Linked DNA regions of Mus musculus: regions 1 and 3 are each linked to region 2. The links are chromatin contacts, called in public Hi-C and promoter capture Hi-C maps. All regions are on one chromosome and are shown on one strand. The core of a region is the stretch at or near the end of the contact, and the rest is flanking DNA. Distances in the headings are between cores, read along the strand shown. Region 1 has its middle 280 kb from the start of Gm22880. Region 2 has its middle 63 kb from the start of Ostf1. Region 3 has its middle 260 kb from the start of Gm22880.

Region 1 (2,970 bases), core at 143-2,642, 420 kb before region 2:
TAGGAAATTTGGGGTCTGGTAAATAGTTTCTAAAAATTCCTCAATTTTGATTGTTATTTTCCCATTCAAACTTTGCCTCTTGAATATGTTATGTCAAATGAGAGACAAGAACACAGAGTAACTTAGAATTCAAGGGCATCCGAGGACACAGCTGTCCTATGGATATAACTCACAATCCACCCTCCTTGTGGCCTTGCCCCCTCTGGTTCTGCTCTGTAGTCTTTCTCTCTTCACAACCTTTGCTCTGACCATGAGGTCATGGGAATATTTTACCTTCCTGTGGTTTTAGCTTCCCTTGGCACATCCTTCTGTCTTAACATCACCCAGCTCTTTTCTAATTTCCACAAAACCTACTTGACACGTATGGAATGAAACTTTACTTGTTTCTTAAAACCTATCTCCAATCTTGTATTTGCTTTTCAGGACCTTTTTACCTACATTTGTTCTCCTGTGGAACCTGAACAAAACAAACAATTATTGAGTGAATATTTGAAGTTGCTTTTTAATTATCACGTTCTAATTTCATTCATTGACTTAAGGGGGTGCTTTTAGACTTCTGATATTTTTGTTCAGATACTTAATATTCTAAAAGATTGTTGAGTTATTAGCTTTGGAAGTTTGATCACCAGAAAACAAAAAGAGCTCTGCATGGCACAAGCTGATATTTCTGATGGTCAGGAAGTTGGAGAAGAACCACTGATTTCAAGTCTGTCTGCATGACAGGGATTAAGGAGTTTTTATTTCAAACAGAAAAGGACAAAAGTCCAAAATATTCAAGAATATCTTTATAATCTAAAACAACTCTAGAATACTATGGGTCAGTAAAAGTGTGTGTGTGTCTGTCTGTCTGTCTGTGTGTGTGTATGTGTGTGTGTGTAGAGGGTGTGTGTAAAGAGAAATAATAGGGCGCCAAGAGAAAAGTAACATTGATTTTGTCTGGAGCACACTGATGGGATGCATAGTGCTAAATCTGATGTTCACATGTAAGCATGAAGGTAGATATACGCACATACTATGAGAAGCCTGCAGCTGGAGGCCCAAGCAGATCCACTGAGTGGAGGCTAAGAGCAGCTGTGTGAAACCTGGAACGAGACAAGGGGTTTCGGTTAAACAGATAGAATTTCAAAGCCTAACTCAGCCCTACTGAGACCCTGGCCAAATGGTTAACATTTGCTGACCCTCAATTTCTGTGCCTCTGCAGGCTAGGAGGGACTGGCTTTGGGGGCTGCAGTGACAGGTAGAGATAAAGTAGGAGCCAGCACATGGTGGGAACAGTAAACCAGTTGTCACTGTGGAAATGGCTAGGTGCTACACTTTTGTACATTGAGTCCTATCGTGTACCTAGAACATAAAATCAATATTCCCTCCATCTACCTGGAAACTATTATTTATTCCAAGAAACTGGCTTCAAATCAGGAATGTTTAGGGCAAAGGTTGGTTTTTACTGCTGTTTAAGCAGCAAGGGCTGTGTTGAAAGCTTCAGGGTCAGTAAACCCTACGTAAACAAGGCCAACTCAAAGTTCTATATTTAAAATCTGCTAGTCTAAAATACTACAATAATTTTCCATGTTCGTAAAGGTCTTGACACCCATATCTAGAAGATACTGCACTTTTAAAGGTTAGCTTGCTGTGGAAAGCCATAACTGAATATCAATGACTGAGTGATGTGGGGAAAATTGTAATGAACACCTTAAGTTCTCATTTGACAAATTCCTGCCCTTGGACTCTGGTAAGAAAAATGCGTATTTTCTGGAGACAAGGACTCCCCTTTGTCAAGGTGCCCTGGCTAAGATGTAGACATTTCTTGTGGTCAGCTTTCTCTATAATATGTTATTTTTGCAATTGCAAAGCTCTAATAAATTGAAAATGTATCGAGGAGTATCCGCTGCAACAGAGATAAACCTCAAAGGACATAAAACAAGTTTGAAAACTAGTAGTAGTTTCTACTGGGAAGACAGTCTCTGCAGCTAACTGTCGGAAGCCACCAGAAATAGCAGAAGACAGCAGCAGGGAGGAGCAAGCAGAATGGGAAGTTATATGGTATGAGCTATGTAAACTCTGCCATGTGTGAAATCCTCAGCCATTGCCTCCCCAGCTGCCACTTGGCCCCCAGTCAGCCTAGTGTAGATCTCCTGTGTTTTCAGAAGCAATGCGGAAGAAAAGGATGCAACTAGGCTCTGAATGTATCATCAAGATCATTTGAACAAAGGTGTCAGAGTCCTAGGTGCCAGATCCTGTGTCCTGATGGAGGAGAAGGCTACTTCTAGGATGCCAGCCCAGGTACTCCTTATCCTATAATGTGAGATGTGCCCAGACAAGTGTGTGAGAGAGAGGGCACCTGAAACACTATCATCCTTGTGCTTGGGTCAAAAGACAGTATTGTTTAAGCTGTTTTTATTTTTTTTTTTTTCTTAAGAAGAATCCTCCTGAAATGCATGTAGCATACCAGCCTCAGAGGCACCGGCTTGCTGTAAGCCTAGGATAAATATGTTTATTTGGTTTTCAGTCCTCACCTGGTGGGCCCTTGAAATGTTATTTCTGGACTTGCAAAGCATTGCAATTCTATTTTCCAAGGACTATTCAGGCTAATCTGCTACCACCACCGTGGAAGGAAAATAAAGATTCTTCTTTCTGGCTGCTAATCCCAACCTAGAGTCTAAAGTGTAATAAGGCCATCTTCAAAGACAAAAGATCATGTGTTTTCAAGCATTTCTTCCAGGCAAACATTTTCCTATCAAGTGGTTGCTTTCATTAACTACCATCTGCAGGCAAGGCTGGGCTTGGCTTGGTTTTTAGAACAATAAGGACCCATAAGGAAATAACATTGCCTAGGCCGAGTCCAAGCAGGGTATCTCCTTCACTTCTGGGGTGCTGTCTCTACTCCTCAGCTTAGCTTCACTTCACCTCAGCCATCAAATTTGTTCCACTTTCTAGGACATGTTGGTTTCGTTTTTTGAGACAGAGTTTGAC
Region 2 (2,900 bases), core at 338-2,837:
CCATGTTCTTCAGCAAAATATCACAGAAACAGTCTCTAGGCCACATACCTAGGCAGTATCCAGGCAGATGTGGGACTGGAAAAGCTGAGAGTTCTATGTTTTCATTCAAAGGCAGCCAGGACTGGCTTCCAGGCTGCTAGGAAGATTCACCTGTTGTGTTGCTCCCACCCTCTATCTGGCAAAGGCTTAACCAATGTTTAGTCTACACTCACCTGAATAGCCATAATTACAGAGAACCTCAAGGGCTAAAATAGAGTCATCTGATACTTGCTAACTCAAGTCAGTATACTCATCTGAAAAAGTCTCAGTTATCCACAAACCTTGGTAAGGGCAGAACCGTGCCTTCCCTGTAACCCAGTCATATTTTAAAATCCCAACTATCAATACATATTTGGAAACAGAACCTTGAAAAAAATGATTAATTTAAGTAGAAGCCATTGTGGTGAGGCCAAGTACAGTTTACTGCTTTCCTCAAAAGAAAGAGAAAGGTGGTTAAGGGGCCGTGGGTAAGAGAAAGAGGGAAGTGGGTAAGAACCCGTGTCCCATCAGAGTTCTGGTGCTCTCGGCGGTGGACGCAGGGGTGGCACTCCACCCAGGGAGGAAGACAGGAGAGGGCAGGGGGAGAGGGGGGGCGCTGGATGGTTCCCACTCAGGCGAGAGTCCTTAGTCCAGTCCATGGCTGCAGCGTAGGAAGGCCTTCTGGCGGGCACTTATACGCAGCTCGTTAGGAGAAAGCCTATCCCATTGTTCAAGCATGGTGGGCCTTCATGATCAGAGCTAGTCTATGGTTTTAGAGCTTTTTTGTAGAAAGGCAGGGGAAAAGAGAGAAGGTAGAAAGAGAGAGAGAGACCGGGCATGGCCACATGGAGAGAGGGGAGAAGGGAAAGAGAAAGAGAGCTAGAGAATAAGAAAGGTGAAAGCTTAAAGAGAGAGAGAGGTGGGGCCAAGCAGTCTCTCTTATAGTAGGCTGGGCTATCTTCCTGTTGTTAGGTAACTGTGGGGAGGAGTCTAGCCAGAATGCCACAAGCTTGGGACATTGTCTACGTGACAGATAACCACGCGCCTCTCCTGTGGGGGCTGTGGGGACAGTAACTTTGACAGGAGCCAGGGGTCCAGGAGACTTGATTGAATGCCTTCTGTCCCATGTAGGTGGAAATTACCACCCACCAATCCCACCGGGGGTTCAAGACCTATGCTCAACTGGAGACCAGGCTCTCTGTGCATAGCCCATTGCCCCACAGGTGGTCATGCAGAAGAATAACTGGAGTACACATTCACAGAGAAGAGACATGTGCTAGCATACTGGGACCGCAGCCACTGCCAGTCTGAAGAGCAAACAATGTGGCCTCATTTTCACAGCCTCTGAGCTATGAAAAATCATGCCCCAGAAAACTAGGCAAACCTTCAGTGTAATGTCTCATTGTTATGCCTTGCTTTTTCCCACCATTAAATTCCACCCACCAAATAGAAGGCAGCTGTGACCAAAAAACGGGGCTGGTGTATTGGCTTCCTGGAGCATGGGACTCACACTCATGAGAACGATGACATGTCTCAACTAAGGTCACTAGGGGAGGGTGCTAAGGGGCATGGAGGTTTGCCAAAGTGTGGATTTCGGGCAAAAGGAAAGGGGCAAGGTCTATGTAGAGACATCAGAATTGTATGAGAAGGAGGAAAGCCGGACAGTCGAGAATCGTATCTCTAAGTGGTAAGAGTCCTTTGCAATTACTAGAAAGCATTTGAGCATTTGTCTTGAACTAAAGGTAAATAAGCTGGTGCTAAAAGCTTATGCTGCAAATGCAGATCCTTTGGGCTTAGGCAGTCTTGACAGCCAGGATGGCTTCTGGGGGCAGTTGTGCAACTTGTGGCTTCTGTTTCATTTCTTACCTCTTAAAACGTCTCTGTGCGTTACTCAAGTGATCTGAGTGGCTATCAGAGACCAGTAACCATTCCATTAATACAGGGAAAGGGGGGACAGCTTACACGCTGGGTATCTCCAAAATGTCTCAGTGGTTTATAAAACTCTGTGATCTGAAGATTAAAAACAGGCAATCTGACTTCTGAAAGACTCATGACCTTTGGCAAGTTTGTATTTTTGTGTAAACTGAAACTCAAATAGTACAATTGATTTGCAGCTTAGCTCAAAAGTTTGATGTGAGCTACAATCAAAGCTTGACTCAGTTCCCATCACCCTGGCTAGCTAGTCATTTGGGCAAATTAACACCTTTGGGTCAAGTTCATTACCATCAAAATGACATAATAGCACATCACTCCTAGGGTTATTGTGAGAATTAAGTAGCATGGGAAATGTAGTTATGTGACACACATAACAGATATCAAATAACCATAAGAGTTGGTGGCTTAAATATGGCAATTTTATTTCACTCACGGTTTTGCAGATCAAGATTACAGTAAAAGATTGCCTGAGTATTCACACCACTTCAAGTATCAGCTAAGGTGATTTCTCAAGGGTTGAAGGATCTGAATCCAAGATGGCTCCCTTCTGGACTTAGGACATGCTTGTCCTAGCTGTCAGAGGGAGATGACCAACAGCTTTCAGCTACAGGCTGGTGTCCTCCCCAGGGGGCTACTCTGGTTCCCTGCCTACTAGGTTCCAAGAGACCTGAGCAGAAGCTGGCTGACTTCATATAACATAGCCCTAGTTCCCAGAGGCCCACATCATTGCTGTCTACCAGTGAAGCATGTCCCGAAAGTCATCAGAGACTCAAGAGAGTAAGAATTAATCTCTACTTTTCCCAAGTGAAATGGTAATTTGGGCCTGTCTAAAATCCAGCCCCACTTCTGAAGTGTTTACTACACTAGCCACCATTCTCTGAACTATTGCGACCACTGGCTCTTACCAGAAAGAAGACAGAAGAACACCAGGCAGTTTTGTGTCTTAA
Region 3 (2,761 bases), core at 191-2,690, 440 kb before region 2:
AGACTGAGAAAGCCATGGAGGCCAAGTCAGTGAGCAGCATTCTTCCATGCCATTTGCTTCAGTTTGTGCCTTCAGTTTCCTGCTTTGGGTGTCTGCCCTGACTTCCCTTCTTCATCACGGACTGTGATCTGGGTGAGTAAGCCAAAGAAACTCTTTCCTCTCCAGGTTGCTTTTGCTTGTGGTGTTTTATTACAGCAGCAGAATCCCAAGTAGAGCATCAGGTTAGGAGTCTTACCTTTTAATACAGGCAACACACACACACACATACATACATACATACATACATACATACGTATGTATATTTCTGTTTGTGGTTTGTCAAATCTATTAAAACAGAACCCACAAACACTGAAGACTTGCTCCATTTCAGTTCTTTAGACATCACTAAGGCCATCCTGGTTAACAGAACTTTTGACTTCACCCCTCGGCTCCTCACGCCTGGGAATATCAGCACCCACTTTTCATTAGCCATCCCCCATTGCATCCCTTGCCAGCCTGCCACTGCCAGGCCATTTAGAACTGTGGTTGAATGCAGGTAGAATATAAAAGAAGTGGGGTAGAATCCAGACACCCAGGTCTTCAAATGGGGCCACAGCAGGTTCTTAATATTTTTGAGGCATGAAGGCATTTTTCTCTGAAGCTTATTCTCATTAATCTTATTCTCTCTCTCTCTCTCTCTCTCTCTCTCTCTCTCTCTCTCTCTCTCTCTCTCTCTTTCTCTTTCTCATCTTCCCATATTTCATAAAAAACTGAAGTAGTACAAAAACTCATGCCAGATGTTCATGTATATCTCAGCATGTATATGAAAAAGAAACGTTTGGAGAGGACTTGGACCTTGTCAGGCCAAGCTATAGGAAGAGAAAATGAGACATGAAAGAATGAAGGAAAGGATAATGTAGAGAAACATTCAGCAGAAGAGTTCCCATGAGAGCTAGGATGCAGAGATGGTCATTGGAGTTAGGCACAAAAGATGTCCAAGCATCCTGCCCAAAGAGACTAGAACTATCTATACTGTATATTATCTCAGACTTATAGAAAAAGAAGACTCGAAGATTCAGGATAGGCAAGAGAACAGATCTACAAGGCCAGAGTGGAAACAAAACTCAGTGATATTGTACAAAAGTCAGGATATTTGATAAACTGAGCTGCAGACAACAGGTATGTCAGCCCCAAGGCACTGAAGTTCATTATCTTTATATAAGTTGCCCCCTAAAGAAAGGTGCATGAGGCTGAGTTGGATCGGCTTGGATTGGAATGTACTAAATTGAATCAAATCAATCTCCAGTGGCTGAGGAGACAGTCAATTCCCAATAACCACAAACAGATTCAGAAACAAACAAACAAAAAAAAAATGGAATAACTTTCCACATTCTGAGAACAGGTTGGAAGGGGGAAAAGAAAACATTTGATTTCTTAATCACAAGCTTTGGCTGCAAACATCTTATGTTTGAATGTCTGAAAATAGTGTTTTGTCTGCCAACTTTCTGTTTTGCACAACTGCCCAAATGGGTTACAGCTGTTTAATTCAAAACCCTAATTCTAAAGCAAGCTCATGGCTCGGTCGGTCCAGAGCCTTGAGTTCCACTGGGAACTTTACTTCACTCTCCTTTTTGTTTTTTTATTTTGTTTTTGTTTTGGGGGTTTGGGGATTTTTTTGTTTGTTTGTTTTATGTGTTTGAGGGAGGGGTATTTCACATTGTTCTTTCAAAAAATGGATTCCTTAGTAAACCAGAGTTATATATTTCACTAAATTCACTCTATGACTACCTAGGTGAGTTGTAGAAATTCCACTCTTTTGTTAGAAATACCTTTACCTTAGATAGGACTCAGAATATGTCTATATAAGTATGGTAGGAATACAAATAAGTTATTATAATCATCAAAATAACAACAACAACAACAACAACAATAATAATAACAGTGGGAAAACTCTCTAGTTCAGTAATGGTTTTTCTTGGACTCATTTAATCGCCCCTATACACTAAGATCTTCTAGATTTTCTCACAAGCCTTTTGTTTCTGCAATGACCATATTGAGAATCCAAGCCACAGGGTAATATTATATCTCACATGGGCATAAGACATGAAGCGTCCTACTATAGGAAAGAAGGAAGACCTGAGTAAGGGCTTTATGAAGTCTGGCTTCAGATCCAGGGTCTGAAAGGTTGCTGTTGTGAGGCTCATCTGCAGTGGAATGGAGGATGAATTCTGCTCTTGAAGTGTTTTTATTGGATTAAAGTCTATCCCAGTAGGTTGGTGGGAAAATGAGCTCAAGAAGCCATGTACTCGTTGGCTAATTGGAAAAGTCAGTGCTTGTGTGTCATTCAGCATCACCATCCAGTTCAACCTATGTATTCAGACCTCTATGAACTTTTAAAGCAACGAATTGGGCTTTTGTAGAAAGCCAAATGTCACCATAATCATTCTGCTAAATTAGAGCTGGGTTCTGATGCAAAGTAGCGTTATATACTCAAAGAAACTGAGAAAAACAATGAGGAGTGGCATTTAAGTATGATTGTTGATGCTTAACCTAGAGACTAAGAAAAGTTTCCAGCATCAGATTATCAAAGGACACTAGATTTATAAATATCCTGGTAATGTTTGGGTTTCCTAGGTCAGGATCAAGGATGTTCACAATCAGGATCAAGATTGGAATCAGGCTTTTTCTCTGAGGGACGAGGGCATTAACTCAGAAGAGTAAAGAGAAGACAGAGGTCACGAGCAAAGGCAGGTGCAGCTATTTGAGCCTTTGTAAGCCTTGC

The links. Promoter capture Hi-C pulls out the DNA fragments that hold promoters and counts their contacts. Hi-C and Micro-C count contacts between places; a contact is called where the count stands out from the background.
Region 1: a contact with region 2 is called in a Hi-C map of liver, with 2.3 times the contacts expected there. A contact is called at or near these places in 1 of 39 promoter capture datasets (liver) and 3 of 484 Hi-C or Micro-C datasets (liver and uterus).
Region 3: a promoter capture Hi-C map of liver shows a contact between it and region 2, with 2.7 times the contacts expected there. A contact is called at or near these places in 1 of 39 promoter capture datasets (liver) and 2 of 484 Hi-C or Micro-C datasets (liver and uterus).

What each region holds. Positions count from the first base shown.
Region 1 is chr19:18,145,264-18,148,233 of GRCm38.p6, forward strand. No RefSeq gene overlaps it. Among named protein-coding and RNA genes, the nearest start is that of Gm22880, 280 kb to the left of the region's middle.
Region 2 is chr19:18,567,109-18,570,008 of GRCm38.p6, forward strand. No RefSeq gene overlaps it. Among named protein-coding and RNA genes, the nearest start is that of Ostf1, 63 kb to the right of the region's middle.
Region 3 is chr19:18,127,526-18,130,286 of GRCm38.p6, forward strand. No RefSeq gene overlaps it. Among named protein-coding and RNA genes, the nearest start is that of Gm22880, 260 kb to the left of the region's middle.